2 separate regions of the Xenopus laevis genome follow, and region 1 is linked to region 2. Evidence: chromatin contacts called from public Hi-C data. All regions are on one chromosome and are shown on one strand. The core of a region is the stretch at or near the end of the contact, and the rest is flanking DNA. Distances in the headings are between cores, read along the strand shown.

Evidence for each region. A called contact is a pair of places that touch in the nucleus more often than the background predicts.
Region 1: a contact with region 2 is called in a Hi-C map of the XTC cell line, with 4 times the contacts expected there. The contact joins the promoter of LOC108698841 here to the enhancer-like site in region 2. A contact is called at or near these places in 2 of 4 Hi-C or Micro-C datasets (the XTC cell line and animal cap).

The regions. Positions count from the first base shown.
Region 1 is chr8L:1,213,327-1,218,476 of Xenopus_laevis_v10.1, reverse strand. LOC108698841 (lysozyme C-1) reads right to left here and starts at 3,292. Exons shown (of 4, transcript XM_041573878.1): 1 at 3,118-3,292; 2 at 2,879-3,037; 3 at 1,474-1,552; 4 at 1,064-1,226. The coding sequence starts at 3,253. The coding sequence ends at 1,160.
Region 2 is chr8L:1,091,462-1,097,355 of Xenopus_laevis_v10.1, reverse strand. It overlaps araf.L (A-Raf proto-oncogene, serine/threonine kinase L homeolog), which reads right to left. Exons shown (of 16, transcript NM_001089907.1): 2 at 3,293-3,545; 3 at 3,101-3,204; 4 at 2,920-3,022; 5 at 2,648-2,805; 6 at 2,003-2,083; 7 at 1,765-1,903. The coding sequence starts at 3,538. Among protein-coding and RNA genes, the nearest start is that of araf.L, 8.6 kb to the right of the region's middle. Within about 2 kb of position 3,640, at least 1 of the 7 cell types and tissues checked has an H3K27ac peak or open chromatin away from gene starts, as enhancers often do.

The DNA of each region.
Region 1 (5,150 bases), core at 2,043-4,542, 120 kb before region 2:
ATATATGACTGATTGTATGACTTATTATATGACTGATTATATGACTGATGGTATGACTTATTATATAAGTGATTATATGACTTATTATATGACTTATATGATTTATTATATGACTGATGGTATGATTTATTATATGACTGATTATATGACTGATTATCTGACTGACGGTATGACTTATTATATGACTGATGGTATGACTGATTATATGATTTATTATATGACTGATTGCCTCGTTATTGTAACCAACAAGTTTGTGTGCAGTTAGCTGTGTTTGCCTGACAGTGTGGGCCGCTCAACACAACCATCAATACTGGCCTTACATTGGGCTTTGTGTTCTGTGGGCAAATTCTATAAAGCAGCTGTACTGTGAGGTTCCCCTGCTCTGACACCAGGATCAGTGATATCTGTGCCACCCTCTCTACAGCCATATTTGCCCGACCTGTTCATTGGCATGAATGGCAGACACTTTCTCCACATGTACCTCTTATGGCTGTAGTGCTGTGTTATGGAGCACTGATCTTCATGAACCTGCTGCCCAGTGTGGGCTCTTCCCAGGCACTAAACATGGCAGCATCCATGGTATATTCCACTGGGACTCCCATATTGAATCCCATCATATACAGTCTGAGGAACCAGCAGCTCAAAGCAGCAGCTGTAAGTCCTGACATTGAGTTTCTCTCTCTACATTAGTTAGTTTGCCATTAATCTGTCCCTGCCATGTTATTAACATCTGCTCTGGCATTCTCATGGCATAACCTACAGGCTGGAATTAGAGCAGAGGGTATATGATTTATATGTATTAGGAATCACTTGGGGTTCTCATGGGTTACATAGGATAAGGGGACTCATATACATTTAAACCCAGTATCACTGTATCACCCAGGCCTCATGTCCCCACATTTACACTCTCATAGCCCAAACTGCACCAAGCTGGTCCCATAGGTGCTCTCCTAGGGTGCACAGCTGCTGGGTGCTTTACTTGTAACACAAGAGAAACTGAACCGTTCCATCAGCCAACTCTTCCATAGCTGAGGTGTATAATATACAGACAGACACACGGGAATGGATTCACAGCATTTATATATTACATAATGAAGAAATGACATTAAGATCTGAATGATGTGAGGTGCAGGGAGTTGTTGTTGACTCCTCTTCCTCCTCACAGAACACACCCACTTACAAAACTGCTCACGTCCTTGTTCTTGCAGTAGTTATTCCATGCAACCCTACCAGAAAAAAATGCATATTATTAGTCATTGGGGAACCTCCGGCCATGCAATGGTATCTTCTGCATCTCAGCGCAGTTCCAAAGAGTTTTCCTTGCATTAACGAGGGGGATAAGGGGGTTGGAACCACTAACAGACCATGTGACTGAAATGAGCCCCTCTAGTAGGGAGAATGAGCTTCAGGGGGTTTGTTTGTAACCATTTACTAAGGGCACTGCTCAGTGTGTAACCCCCAACCAGGACTCACCAGGCTCCCATGCCATTGGGATCTCGCACAACTCTCTTGGCGCAGGTGATGTCATCAGTGATGTCATCATTCATTAAATCTGAAAATTAAAAAATGCCGTTAAAATGAATAAGCTGGACATAGAGGGGTATATTTATCAAAGAGTGAAGTTAATAGTGAAGTTCCGCCACTAGAGTGAAATTCCATTCATTTCTATGGGATTTTTTTTTTTCAAATAGCTGTTTATTATTTTCCAAAAATAGCAGAAGGGGTACAGAAAAAAGAAAAGGGGTACATTGAGCAACATGTTATCTGTACATATTCATAAACAAAATATAACTTGTCCAAAGATACAATCATAATAGAATGAGCCCCTGGGTAGAAGAAGGTGGGGGGGGGAAGAGAAGCAAAGAGACCCTTGGATGGAGGTATTGGAGTTATACTACAGGGCAGTATTCCTATAAAAGTCAGTTTCTTTAAACGAAACCCACCGAAACCACATGGAAATATATTCCTGAGAACGTTCAGTCCTGAACAAAGAAAGTTCTTCGAACCTGTGGAGTTCATCCACTTTTTTATACCATTCTCTTAATGTCGGGGTCGCGGTTTGTTTCCATTTTAACGGGATTAAAAGTTTTGCAGCATTTAAAAGATGTGGTTCTATGGTAGACAGAAAGACCTTGAGAGTTGTATCAGAATGAAAAAGAAGCACATACGCAGGATCGTCAGGTATATCGTATGTTAGTATAAGTTTCATGGCGTGCCTGATATCTTCCCAAAACACTTTTATAAGCGGGCATGTCCAAAAAATGTGCAATAGAGAACCAGCTTCCACTCCACATCTCCAGCACACACCATTAGTATTTTTATAGATCAACTTTAATCGTGTAGGGGTAAGATACCACCTAGTGGCTAACTTATAATCATTTCTATGGGATTTTTAAAGGCGTATTTATCAAAGGGTGAACTTTCACTTCACCCATTGATAAATATGCCTTTCAAAATCCCATAGAAATGAATTGTGAGCTGCGGAATTTCACTCTAGTGGCGGAACTTCACTCTTTGATAAATTTACCCCAAGGAGTTTTATGGGTGCACGTGTGTTATGTTTTCAGCAGAACTACAACTCCACTGCTCATCATATTCAGGGCTAGCTGTAGGGAGAGGCAGCAGGTTTAGTCTAATACTAATGTGTAGTTGACTGTATGTACTAATTAGGACTAACACAAATACCCAATGCAGTAACCCTCCAAGCCAATGATCCATATTCTTTATGTAGAATAATGAAAGCAACTGCCTGCTCAAGCTGTATTTGGCACTTTATGGGTTCTGTCCCTATATTTAGATCTGATATTGATCCATATAGTGGTTACGTGTCCCTCTCCTGTGTGCATGTGACATGTAACAATGACACAAAGACACTTACTGCTACAGCTGATGCCACAGGCTGCCACGGCTCCGGAGGTCTTGCCATCGTTGCACCACCAGTAACTGTTGATCTGGAAGACGCCGTAATCACGACTCCAGCCATTGTCGTACATGGCGTTGGTGGTGTAGCGACTCTCGTAGTAAGACAAGCACATCCCTGAAACAAGGAGGAGCATTAGCAGCAGGAGTGGGACACAATGAGGGTTATTATTATTATTATATCATATTGATACATACAGTTGGCCAGGCTGTATCCATAATACCCGTCCAGGCCCCCGGCTTTCAGCACCTTGGCCAGTTCACATTTGGTGAAGACTTTGGCCTCGCTGCCCACAAGGACGGCAAAAAGAATGGCACAGAGGAGACCCTTCATGGTGCTCTGCTTGGCTCTCACTATATGATGCCTCTGTTACTAATTTGTGCCTTTTTAAAGGAGATTTGTTTGCTCAGTACTTCTATATGTCGGGTTTAATAAATCATTAACCAGCTGCTCACTGATAGCATTGCCTTAATGTGCTATTTGGGGGCCACCCAACCCCCTTACATTGCTTTACCCTCTGGTGGTGGACATGCCATGCAGTGTGGGACCTCTGGCAAAGGAGATGGCAAATTGGCCAAGGTCTAAACAGGAGGAGCCATCCCAATACTCATGTCTGTCACCCTCTGCAGACCAGAGGGGCCATTTAGTCACTATTGTCACTATTGTATTAATCTGCATCGTCCTTGTGCCCAGTTCTTGTGCAGAGCAACTGTGTTCTGTATCCTGGTGCCACTTGCACCATTGGCAAAGTGCAGAGTCCTGTACCAGGGAGCCCTGTGCCGGATATATAAAACAGGCACGGAGTAAATAGGGGGTTCTTGTTGAACATAGTGCCCATGGGTTCTGGTGTGCTAGGAAGGGGCATGAAAGTGGACAAGCAACTCTTCTATGCCCCGATGGGGCTTTTTTTGGTGTGCTAGGAAGGGGCATGAAGATGGACACGGAACTCTTATATGCCAACGTGCAAGTTGCACCCAAAGAAACAAATTGTTCTGCCCAATTCTGGAGAGGCAACACAATGGGTCATTAGAACAACAGGAACTGCTGATTGGTGCGTTACCCTCTATCATATCCTGAGTATTCCTCTATGCTCAGGCCCCCTGTGACCCTCACACATCACCAATGCCAAAGCTGGGCAGCCAGAGGGGGCATATACACGGGTACTATCTCTAGCCCTACAACCCTCAGTGAGAATTTCTGCCTTGCAGCACTGGCGTTCTGGTTTCTATCTCAGACGGGCATTGTCCTCTGTATCATTGTATCTGGAATCAAACATAATGACATGCCAAACATACATGCATTGATATTTACATACATGCATGTAATAATACACACATACATACATACATACATACATGCATACATACATAGATCTCTTGGCTGATGATACATATATACAATGATACATGCATACATACATACATACATACATACATACAAGCCATACATACATACATACATACATACATACATACATACATACCAGCCATACATACAAGCCACACATACATACATACATACATACATACATAAATACATACATACATACATACATACATACATACATACATAAATACATACATAAATACATACATAAATAAATACATACATACATACATACATACATACCAGCCATACATACAAGCCACACATACATACATACATACATACATACATACATACATACATACATACATAAATACATACATACATACATACATACATACATACATAAATACATACATAAATACATACATAAATAAATACATACATACATACATACATACATACATAAATACATACATACATACATACATACATACATACATAAATACATACATACATACATACATAAATACATACAAGTCATACATACATAGATACATACATAGATATATACATACATACATTGAACATGAGGTTCAATGTTGATAAATGCAAGGTTATGCACTTTGGCAAAAATAATATAAATGCAAGTTATACACTAAATGGCAATGTGTTGGGAGTTTCCTTAAATGAAAAGGATCTAGGGGTCTTTGTAGATAACACGTTGTCTAATTCTGGGCAGTGTCATTCTGTGGCTACTAAAGCAAATAAAGTTCTGTCTTGCATAAAAAAGGTCATTAACTCAAGGGATGAAACATAATTATGTCTCTTTATAGGTCCCTGGTGAGGCCTCATCTGGAGTATGGGGGCAGTTTTGGACTCCAGTCCTTAAGAGGGATATAAA
Region 2 (5,894 bases), core at 2,391-4,890:
ATATACCGGTAAGAATAAAAATAACTTGGGTCTGTCATTTAGAGCAAAACAATTTCAGCCAGAAGAGATTTCGTCAGAGCAGACAGAGTTGCCAGTTGCAGCAGCTTGGTTCACACCTGACACTTTAGGAGATAGGGCAATCGATCAAATAAATGTTAGGGGGGGGGGGGTGAATGAAAAGTGACATTTGTCAGATATGAATGAAAATGCATGACATGAGATGGGCTTATTGCATCCACGAACCTGGAGATTGCTGAGAAGTACATATCCTGCCACTACTGTTTATCTATGTGTAAATTACAGGGGAGACATAATAGAATACCGTATACTTTTCAGATCACTTAGTAACATTTCAGTAGATTTGTTCCTATATCTTTAAGCAAACAGCCAGTGCCTTTCTGCAACTGACAGCTGGTGCACCATTTATAACATGAAACAAGCCACAACAGGCACATTAAAGGGGGAAACAGTTGGTTTCAGATAGTTCACCAGAAATAAACACTTTTTCCAATTACTTTATATTTTCTATGTGTGACCGTTTTTCTAATATTGAAGTGTAAAGTGTCATTTTTTTTCCCCTTTTAACGCAGCTCTAGGAGGGGGGGTCGCTGACCCTGTAAACGGTTCTACATTGATACATTTAGTTGATACATTTCTTATCTTTGTCCGTACTGAGCAGAATCCATGAGTTTCATTACAGGCAGCTGTTAGAATTGATACAATAGTTGCTCATACTCCAGAGATGCTGCTGAGAAATGGATCAACTAAATGTAAAATTGTAACAATTTAGAATCTGCACTTGATAATAGACTTCGATTTTGGAAAACCGGTAAAAAATATAAAATGGAAAATAATTGAAAAAAAGCCTTTATTCCTGGTAGAAAACAATTAAACTTAAAACATTTTTGGAAGGTGAACAACCTCTTTAAAGTGGCAGTGTAGTATTTAGGAAAGCGTATGGCGACATTGGCATAACGGGATATCCTTGCAATTACAGTGCATGGAAAAAAATGTTCCAAGTCTTTGTAAATATTCCCCTTAGTTTACTGCATTTCCCCCCACTAATGACCTCCCCATTACTTACCCAGCTACAGAGCTCTGATGTACAGCTCCTGGGCTGTTCTCTTCCCATTGGCAACATAAAGGCATTAGTTCCCTCTAGTGGCCAAAGATTGAACTAACATGATCGCTTGACCTATAGCAGTGATCCCAAAACCCTTGGATGTTGCTCTCAGTGGCTTCAGAGCAGGTGTTTATTTTTGAATTGCTTGGAGACTGAAGTTTTGGTTGTGTAAAAACCAGATGTACTGCCAAACAGAGCCTCCTGTAGTCTGCCAGTCCACATAGGGCTACCACTAGTCAATCACAGCACTTATTTGGCACCACCCAGGAACATATTTAATGCTTGTGCTGCTCCCCAACTCTCTGAATGTTGCTCACAGTTGAAAAAGTTTGGGGACCCCTGGCGTATAGAGTTACATGTAATGCAAAAGGCCCCACTGACTTATTAGTCAGTACAAACCCTATTGGTAGTGTAAAACAGCAAATTCAGATCATGAAAAGGTCCTCTCAGTAAATTCAAAATAGAGGTTATTATTCTATTAATAATAATGTTGTAACTGTCAGTAGGTTTAATAACAGCAGTTCTACGTGGAACCCAAAACAAATCTGACCCACGGTCTCCCAGCATATGGAGTAGCCCCCTTCCTGCCACTAGTCTTGTCAGCACAATCACACAGGAGAGGTGTCTGGTATGTGGGGTACCTCAATGATGGAGTTATCCACGGGGCCAGTGGTGCTGTCAATATGAACGTTGGGGGTGGAGGTGGAGCGATGTCTCTGCAGTGGCTGTCCCTCACCAGGAAATGAAAAGGAAGCGGATCCGGGGTGCTGTGTCCGGGGGCTGAGAGAGGGAGACATGGAATGGAATGGGACCCAGGGAGAGCGAAATGAAGAGGAGAAGATAATGAAGGTCATAAGAGCAAGTGGTGTGATTCATTACCTGGGTGGCTGGGGACTGAGGGGCGTGTGGACAGTGGGATGTTCATAATATGACTGGAAGTCTTGATAGCTGAGAGGCGTCCTAAATAAAGGCAAACAGGATTATTATTAGAGCACCATCCTGACCAATCACACGCCAAGCTGACAGACTGCATGGAAACCTTCAACTTCCTGCTTTTATTACTGACAGAATCTAAGCATGAACAAAAGGTAATGGGCACAAGAGCACTAATAGAAGAGGGCGGCAAATACAACTGAAGGAAGGTGCAGAGAGGAGGAATACACAATGTGAAAATAAAGGAAGAGCGCACACAAGTTCCTAACAAAATGGAGAAAAGCAATGCCCCTCTAAACATTTGTGTGAGTGTGTGTGTGTGTGTGTGGGGGGGGGGGGTTCCTGCATGTTTATTTGAGACACAAACATGGTTATTCATTTGCACCAGCACAGCAAATGCACAGCATCCAATCAGACTTTTGCCTATTCTGTCTGTAGGAGACCAAGGAAAGCTTCTGATAGGCTGCTCTGCACAGGGGACAATTTGCAGCATGTTATGGAATATCCCAAATAAAGTTGAGTATTAAAGAGCTTTTAGCTCAGATTGAATAGAAAAAGAGACATTGTGGCCTGGTGGGAGCTGGTACTCACAGTGGCTTTGGGAGCTTGGCCATATCCACGCAGGCTGTGGGCACCTTACTGCTGCAGTGCTGGTGAAACTTGTAGCCGCAGGTCTGGCAGCGGAAGCCGTGGAACAGAAATTTAAGGCAGAAGTCACAAAATGCGAGGTTGAAATGTGTTTTTCTGACCTGGATGAGAAACAGAAGAATGTGAATCTGTGCAGCAGAGAAGGAAAAGCTGGTGGATTATTATTATTAATAATAAAAATCTAAGTTTGACAAGAAGAATTGCAAACAGCTTACAAAATTGTGCATGGATAAAGGAACATCTGCCAGAACCTCCACCATCAGCTCCTCTCCCACTAGGGGTGTGATATCTGTCTCCCAATCTGTCAGGGCTTTCCGGCTGCAAGGGAAACACAAGGTGAAGAGCCAGCAAAGGTAGAAAAGAGGCGCCATGTTGTACCAGTGGCACTGAACTTACCCCTGTATCAGGCGATACACAGCACAACATTCCTGGCTCAGACCTCGCACTTTCAATGCCTTGTCCAGAGAATCATATACGGTCATACCAGGGCGCACGTTCACCTGAGAGGCACAATAAGAAGGGAAATTGGGTTACAAATAGGCGATAACATGACAGCATGAGACATATGGAAGATGGCGGGAGACTCACCACTGTCCTCTGCTGGTTGGGAAGATAAACTTTGACTGTCCCCCCAGACTTGCCGTCTGTGTGTGGGTATTCGCTGACTGAGGCTCCCCGGGAGCTTACTTGCTGGGTGGGCATCCGGGCACCAGGGTTGGGCAGCTCCAGGACAGCGGCAGACAACATAACAGCACTGCCCTTACCCAGCTCACGGGAGAGAGAGTGCAAGGCACCATTTACTAGTGCACCAGGAGGTGTGTGAGAGCGCTTCATTGGTGCCCTGGAAAGGAAAGGCAGAAATAAAGACAAAGATGGGAGAGAGCTAAAAAAGAAGCTGACATTCAGATTCCCTGTTACTGTGCCGCTCCAGCTTCTCTCTGCACATTCCCAGCTCACCCACTGCCCTGCGCTTGCAGTCTTGTCGCATTTCCCCCATACCATTTGGCAGAAGAATCATGCAGCAGATGGGACAGGGAAGGGAGCCATAAACACTGAGGGAAGGAGGAGGAAGGGGAATTCAGAACAGAGTCTGTTCCTGATGCAGAGATGTGCGTTTATTTTTCTTCAAAATAGCAAAAAGAAAGAAGAAAGATGGAATTGCTGCATTAAAGATGTATTAAAGATGTGTCTCAATGAGGTAGCCCTCATATAGACAACATACATGCAGGGAGACCCACCCTACCTCTCAGCTCCCACTCCTGAGGCCTCAGTCTGGGTGCTGCCTGTGGCAAGATCACATATAAGCAACAATGAGATGTCCTCTCTCAGCACCCATACAATACCATTATTGTTATTATCAGACTATGTTGTACAACCCTGACATAGACACAGGAGTAAGTCATCATCAGAGCTTTCAATCTAATTTAACTACCCTAATTCCTTGTAATTGTTTGCCTTTCTCCAGCCTGAGTTTGTATTTATTTACATACGTGGGCGCAGTACTATAGGTTAATAGTAAACACACAAAGATTGTTTCACATCTTAAGTTGTAGTCACTTGTATTGACCAGTCATGGGGGTTGTATCTGTTATGTGGCTGCCTCTACTTCCTTTCTGGCACACATACAGCAGCTCTGTCTTGCTTTATGGCAACAAATAAATAGGTGACTTGGCCTGCACTGTAGCCATGAATTGTTGGGACTAGCAGGTAAAGCAGGTGACAGTAACAGCACAGGTTAAACATTGACAGTAGTGTATGTAGTAACAAGCACAGACAGATGACCCGGCACAATATAAATATAAAGTAAATGTGTAACAGGGGGACAAGCCGTCTCACTTTACAGCAGGGGTAGATGAGGATCTATCAGTAGACCTTTAGCTGGTGATCAGTCAACAAACAGTTTATTGAAATCACCCCCCTATTTCATGCTTTTCATTCAGATAGTTATTACATAAGAAACGTAAGAGTTATTTCTTCTAGCAATATATAGTTGTTTGTATATATTATTATTTTCTCATATATCTTTCATGGAACAGAATGCTAACAATGTATATATAGATGTAAGAGCAGACCTTACAGTAAAGCAGAAAGTCGGTTTAATTAAATATGCAAAGAATTGGCAGTCGTTATATTTTGTGCTGTATGAGAAGTTAACCAGATGTACACCATCTTATTCTTGTCAATGTCTTCTTCTTTATTGTGTTTAAAATTCAATACAATAAAACCTTTAAAAAAAAAACAAACTAGATGTTACATTAGTATAGTAAGGAAACTACTTTGTTAGAGCATCCAAGGTGCTTTCAGAACAGCTTATTATATTGTATGCAAAGAGCTACCTGTGCCCAGCCCTGCCTTACACTGGAATAGCAAGTTACTTTGGGCACCAACTGCTTATACACCTCTCATAGGCAAGGATTGCTCTGCTCTACTGGCCAATCTGTCACTTTCACAGGACAAACCTGTATAGGGAAAATATTGTCCTAACAATTGCACTACTTCCAAAAATGTCACTTATTACACACTAAAAACAAACCCAGCCCTCTCCACTTACCCTTTCCCTCTCGAAAACAGAATCTCAGCTGCCATAAAGCAGGACAGGACTGCTGCTTACAATGGGGATCAGATAGGATCTGTGCAGCCACTGGGACAGAATGTTCTGTTATACAGATAGCTAGAATCTCAGCTGCCATAAAGCAGGACAGGACTGCTTCTTACAATGGGGATCAGATAGGATCTGTGCAGCCACTGGGACACAATGTTCTGTTATACAGATAGCTAGAATCTCAGCTGCCATAAAGCAGGACAGGACTGCTGCTTACAATGGGGATCAGATAGGATCTGTGCAGCCACTGGGACAGAATGTTCTGTTATACAGATAGCTAGAATCTCAGCTGCCATAAAGCAGGACAGGACTGCTGCTTACAATGGGGATCAGATAGGATCTGTGCAGCCACTGGGACAGAATGTTCTGTTATACAGATAGCTAGAATCTCAGCTGCCATAAAGCAGGACAGGACTGCTGCTTACAATGGAGATCAGAGAGGATCTGTGCAGCCACTGGGACAGAATGTTCTGTTATACAGATAGCTAGAATCTCAGCTGCCATAAAGCAGGAGAGGACTGCAGTATTTTATTAAACGATTATTTATCATTTTAAGAACATTAGAGGCACAGTGCTAGGCTGGAGAAT